2 separate regions of the Gossypium hirsutum genome follow, and region 2 is linked to region 1. A link is a contact called in public Hi-C data. All regions are on one chromosome and are shown on one strand. The core of a region is the stretch at or near the end of the contact, and the rest is flanking DNA. Distances in the headings are between cores, read along the strand shown. Region 1 holds the start of LOC107915906 (protein MIZU-KUSSEI 1). Region 2 holds the start of LOC107943179 (probable glucan 1,3-beta-glucosidase A).

Region 1 (3,086 bases), core at 301-2,800:
GAGAGTGAAAGAAGAAAATAAAAATGAGAGAGTAAAATGAAAAGAGATGATAAATATGGGGAGTGGGGAGGAGAAACCAAAAACTTTTTCCAACAATTTAACCATTTTTACTATTTAGCAAATAATTTTCTTTCCCAACAAAAGTGTAAAATCATTGTTTAATTCCCATCTGAAGAAGCCATTGTTGCAAAATAGAGCATTAAAGTGTCCCGTGGACTACAAAACTTATTCAACTTTATATGTTGACGAGTGGTAGAGAAGGGTGTAAGTGAAGTTTGAGGGGCTTCACATATTCGGGAGATTCAAAAACACCCATGCATGCACTGCTACGTACGCCTAACGTACCATTTAGATTTTGACTTAAATTGTAATTCTGCTCTTTGTGAAACTAGATTAAAAAAGAATGAAAACAAAATCCCTGTTAAAAACAATACCAATCAATAAATCAATCAATTTAAATAGACTGGTTTCCACCAAACTTTATCTAAACATCCCTATGCAACCCTTTTTCTTTTTTTGGGCTTCATCTACCACGAAAGAACGATATTCATATATATGTTAGCAACGCTAATGAAATGAAAACTTTGATAAAGTCCATCACTGGCGGGCGCCATTTTTTTATCACATCCTGACGAGAAATATACAGAGCTCAGGACCAGTATTTCCATCGGGGCTCAACATGTAAAGGGTCTCGCAATCCTTGGAGCCAACGACTCGATCGAAAAAGGCTCTAATATAGGCCAACTCTCCATCAACACCCTCAGTTTCAGAATTCCCCGGCAAAACCCCAGCCCCCATTGAAACCGCCTTGAGAAGCTCCATAACGTGCAAATCCTCCGCCGTCGCCTCTCGTTTAACCCCGTGGCCTGTCTTTTTCCCGTTGCAAAACATCGTCCACAAAGGCTCATCGAATAGCTTAACTTGCTCTTTCCCACATCGTTTTTCGCATTCTAAAGCGATTCTCACCATGCCCGCGCTGAGTTCCTTTTGTAACGCGTTGGTTTGCAAGGAAAACTCAATGACTAAAGAAGGGAGACACTTGGGGCTCTCTTGAATCGAAAGGCTAACTTTGCCTTTACGATACCCGAACAAAGTTCCGGTGACTCGAATCCCCGAGATGCTGATGTGAGAGTCGGTTTGTAAACCAGGGCTGGTGGGGAACTTGCATGCGGGAGTGATGATGGGGAAAGCCCGGAAAACTGAACGGAAAGCTCGAAGGACTTTGCGTTTTTGTTTCTTGGACTGTAATTCGGATGGTTGGATAAGGGAGAAGGGTTGTGGAGATGAAGAAGCTTTGGGGGTAGAAGGGTTGGGTGGTGGGGCAGTGGATCCGTCCCTGGAGTTGCCGTTGCCGGTGTTAGGCTTAGAGTCCGCCATTAATGGACGTTGATGAAGAACCAGGGACAAGGCAAGGCCATGGGAGAGAGTGGGAGATAGATGATGAAAGATGCAGATAGGTGGGCATGTTTCAGGTTAGGTAGGTATTGGTTTGAGGCATAGGATTTTCCATATAATTATGGTCAATTTTTAGTTCCTAAGCCTCTGCCTCTTTATTAGGAACATTCAAAATGTACATCATTTTTCTTTTTGTTGGGTAGTTGCCATTATCATTATTCAAATTATACATATATTCAAGGTTAAATGATGTTATTAGTCCATGTATTTTGTTAAAGTTGTGAATTTAATCTTTACATTTTAATTTAGTCATTTTTAGTCTTTATAATTTTTAAAATTTTAAATTTTAGTCCTAAAAAATAATAACTGTTAAGTTCATTAAGTTAAGTTCTACTATTTCCAAAATCTAATGGACCAAACATATGATCATACATGTAATGTCATGTCAGCTTATTATTTTCACTTATTACTCAATAAAAAAATTAATTAATGGATTAACAATTTTTCATTTACGTCAAGATTGGAATTTCATGATTTAGAAATTACAAGGACATAAAATGATCCAATTAGAAAATATGAACCAAATCAATAATTGTATGCATAGTACAAGACTAATAATTGAATTTAACCTAATTGCTACTATTTGGGTCATAATTAAAATTTTAAAATTCAAAAAGCATATAAACTAAATTTGACCAAATTAAAATATAGTGATTCAATCAACAAGTTTTACAAAGTAAAAAAACTAAGAGTATAATTTAACCTATATTTAAATTGTAGTTTTTTTCTTGTCTTTTTCTGAATTGAGATTAATCCATTGTACTTACAAAACTAATTTGATTAATGATATTAACTCAATAAAAAATGTATGTATAAATCCGAATTTTATATTTGATTTTTAATTCCATTATTTGTATTCTACCTTTGAATTCATATAAAAAGTTTTAATATTAATTAACAATAATGGAGCTGAAAAAAATTTAATTTTCATATATAAAATTTTCATTTTGAGAAATAATGTTATAAAAAAGGGAGCAAATAGCTTTTTCTAATTTGAGAAATTACGTTAATAAGAGTGATTAGTTAGATGTTAAAAAGTAGTAGTTTATTTAAAATTCTGAATTTTAAGCAGTCACAGATAATTTTTCTTTTAAAAGAATATTTTTTAAATACATTTAAATAATATTAAAATTTTTATTACACTCGTATGCTCATAAAAATTACATATATTCAACGCTTCCTCAACTCAGCCCCTACAAATTCCTATCTCCTCCGCATTTGACGTCCCTTAAATGTATTTTGTTGGTTTAAATATCCTTTATTTCTCTTTCGATTTTAAATTTAAGTAAATTGATTCCTCTAAAAAACTAATTTAACTTTTATACATTTGAAAACAAGTAAATAAAGATAATTAAGGATGTTGGGTCGAGGTCGATATAGAGATGAATCCTGGGTCGAGGTCGCAACGACGAGGAAGGGGAAGAGAGTTTAGTAGAGTGATGAGATGTGAAGAGAAAATCGATTGGAAAATGTCTTAATAGAAAAAAAAAAGTTAGACATTTCCTGAAAACAAGCACCAGTTTCCCATGTTTTGGAAATAGTTTTACCATAGAAAATCATTTTCAGCCAAACAAACGTTAGAAAAAATTGAAAACATTTTTCGTAAAAACTTTTATAGGTAAACAAATATA
Region 2 (3,086 bases), core at 264-2,763, 460 kb before region 1:
CTGCATTATCATCCCATCCTGGATTTCCTGGATAATCTGCTACGAGCTGATTATCTATGGTAGCCTAATATAAAAAAATCGAACCAGCCAAATGAACACCAAGATATCTCGAAGGCCATACATGAACACAAACCTGAAGGATTCAGTATCATACCTGCAGATAAGCTCCACTTTTTGTTTTAATATGAACATGATCATCATTATTTCTTTCGATCTGAAATGTTTCGGTCGAGGAAGCCGATTTTGCAGTCGCGGATACCACGCATCCATTACCGTAACATGATAGAAATTGGCCTTGTACGGTGCGGAATTGAAATTCAAATTCGGAAACTCTCCATAACTGCATTACATGCAAGTTGTTAATCATCCATCTAAACATTTATTCAACCAATTGATCCGAAAACCAGAAGTTTATTTTTATAAATCATTATTTATTTTTGGGTGCTTACAGTAAAAGTTTCCCATGAAGAAGCAGCTTCTCTATTAACAGAGATGTCGCTTCCACCTCCATTTTCAGCACAAACATATTTCTGCAATTTCACTGACTTGAAAGTAACTTGTGTTCCATCCTGAATTTTCAATATCCATGAAACATAGGATCAAATATTATTTATTGGGGGAATTTTTTTAAAAAAAACATTGAAAAGAAAAAAAAATTACTCACAAGCATGTCTGGATTAGGAATTCCTTCAAAAAGTGAAGGCTTAATCCAACCTTCTAAAACCAACCACCCTCCTAAGTTCACCCCTCTTACTTTAGAATCTTCATCCAACCCTTCCACTTCATAAATTGAAAATAAAATTTTTCAAGAAACCAAAGGAAAATTAAAAGGGTAAAAAAAAAAAGAGGAACTTTTTAATGAAGCTTATTACCTGAAAATGATACAGAAAAGATTAGCCAAGAGAAGAGTGAAAATGCAAATACCCATTTGCTAATAACAAGTTCCATGAAGAATGCAGCCTTTCAAAATTGCATCAAACAAGAAACAAAAATAACAAGTGTTTTCCAAGAAAAAAAGGGGAAAATGAAAAATTCATTCAGAAAAGAGAATCTTTAGTAATCCCTTCCTTATCAATCAAATTATACCAAATTCAACCTTGTAAACAATCATAATATTTAATTATTTGAAGTTGGGTTTTGCATTAATATAGTCATTAAAAAAACTCAATCTTTCCTTTAAGAAAGAAGAGTTCTATTGAAAATATTGAACAGAAGAAGAAGAAAAGAACATTTTCTCTATTAAGGAATAAACAAAGAGGGAATCTGAAAAGCTTTAGTGTATAGAAAAAGAAAGAATCCAAAAAGGATAGAAAGGAAGCCCCTTTGCTTAAAGACTTGGTTTGGATCTTTTGTATATGGATTTTAGAGTAGAGCAGGAAAAAAAGGTTAATAGGGTTGCTTATTAAGCACAGTTTGGAGCTGAAAAACGACTTCCAAGTTGAAAACTACAATAAAAAAATCATGCCTTTACGTAGCCTAAATATTTCAGCGTCTGTATTGCTGTTAATATAGTTTGGCAGTTTGTTGATTAGGTTAAAATTTGCTTTTTATAAATTTAAAATTTAGTCATTATATTTTTTTTTACTTTTAAAATTTAGTCTAGGTTCAATTGATAATACTATTATAATTATTTTTATTAAATTCAGAGTCATTATATTATATGACTATTAAGTAATTTTTTTATTTTAAAATGATACATTAATAAATTTAATAATATTAAATTTTAAATTTTGAATATGAAAGATAAAACAACTAAATTTCTATAAATAAAACTAGAAAGACTAAATTACAAATTGGTGTAACTTTGAAAGTTGACTACCTCTGACTTGTAGCATGGTTGAAATTTGATCAATAAAAGGAAATTAAGAGCGTAAATTTTTTAAATTTATTTAATGATAAAATTATTTTCATAAAAATATATATATTCATTATGGTATAGTTAGTATAAGCCCCTCAATAAAACACTCATTGTCTTCATAATTGCTTCAACTTTATAGTAATTTCTTAAAATTGAAATTAGCATTTATCACAATTAGTTCATTTTCGCACTCTAATTTATCTTTTAAAACCCTCACTTGTGATAAAAAAAAAGCAATTGGTCAGATAATTACCGTCTTAATTAGGATGAAAGAAAGAAAAGAAACGAAAACGTCAAAATTTTGAATTTTGTAAGAACCAAAGTGGTAAATATAAGAAATTATTTAATAATTTGGTAAAAATATTAAATATGTCTTTAATTGAGATAATAGGATTAAAAAGTTAAAATTTATGATACTTTAAGTTTAAATATATAGATTTTATACAAAAACATAAAAAGAAAAAATTACCTTCAAGATTGATACCTCTCCATAGGAAGTAAAGTGTTTTTAATAAATTCACAATTGAGTTAGGATGTAATTGACAGTGACACTTGGTCAAAATTGCTTTCTTGATTAAAGTCTAGATGTCTATCATCGATAATAGTGACTAATCTCTTTGTTGTGGGAACTCTCCGAAGAGATAAACTATTGACTACGAAATATATATGTTCAATTCCCATAAGCAAAAATTAAACCCAACCACATGATTAAGGAACACCACACCTCGTGGTTAACTCACTCAAAACTATAAATGTTAGTATAAATTATTATTAGGGTAATTATTCTGTAAACAATCAATGGAGTAAAAAAAACTTCACAAGTAAATTTAAAATGATGTCAAGTATCTTTTTTTTAATTATTTTATTATACCCTAAAAATAAATAGCATAACTTAGACCCGCTTGTGGAGTTTTTTTATTCCACTAGCAATTTGTATGGATGATTATCCTTATTATTATATAGAAAAATATTTAGTAAATTTCAGTGTAGTTTTTAAACTCTACAAGTAAAGTCAAAGAATTGACAAATACCTTATAAATATACTAAAAAATAGAAAAAAATATTTAAAAAAAACGTGGCAATTCTTTTAAGCGCTTGTTGAAAATACATTATTAATATACTAAATACTGGCCATTATTATATTATTATATGAATTAAATTTTAGTTTCAAAAAATGATAGTAAGACTGTGTCTTTATATAGCGTTGAGGCTTAAAACCCAAACCCGT

Evidence for each region. A called contact is a pair of places that touch in the nucleus more often than the background predicts.
Region 2: a Hi-C map of leaf shows a contact between it and region 1, with 3 times the contacts expected there. The contact joins the promoter of LOC107943179 here to the promoter of LOC107915906 in region 1. A contact is called at or near these places in 7 of 34 Hi-C or Micro-C datasets (hypocotyl and leaf).

The regions. Positions count from the first base shown.
Region 1 is chrA10:16,293,697-16,296,782 of Gossypium_hirsutum_v2.1, reverse strand. LOC107915906 (protein MIZU-KUSSEI 1) reads right to left here and starts at 1,550. Exons shown (of 1, transcript XM_016845094.2): 1 at 422-1,550. The coding sequence starts at 1,377. The coding sequence ends at 622.
Region 2 is chrA10:16,749,076-16,752,161 of Gossypium_hirsutum_v2.1, reverse strand. It overlaps LOC107943179 (probable glucan 1,3-beta-glucosidase A), which reads right to left and starts at 1,513. Exons shown (of 10, transcript XM_016876921.2): 1 at 873-1,513; 2 at 665-780; 3 at 450-569; 4 at 155-340; 5 at 1-64. The coding sequence starts at 948.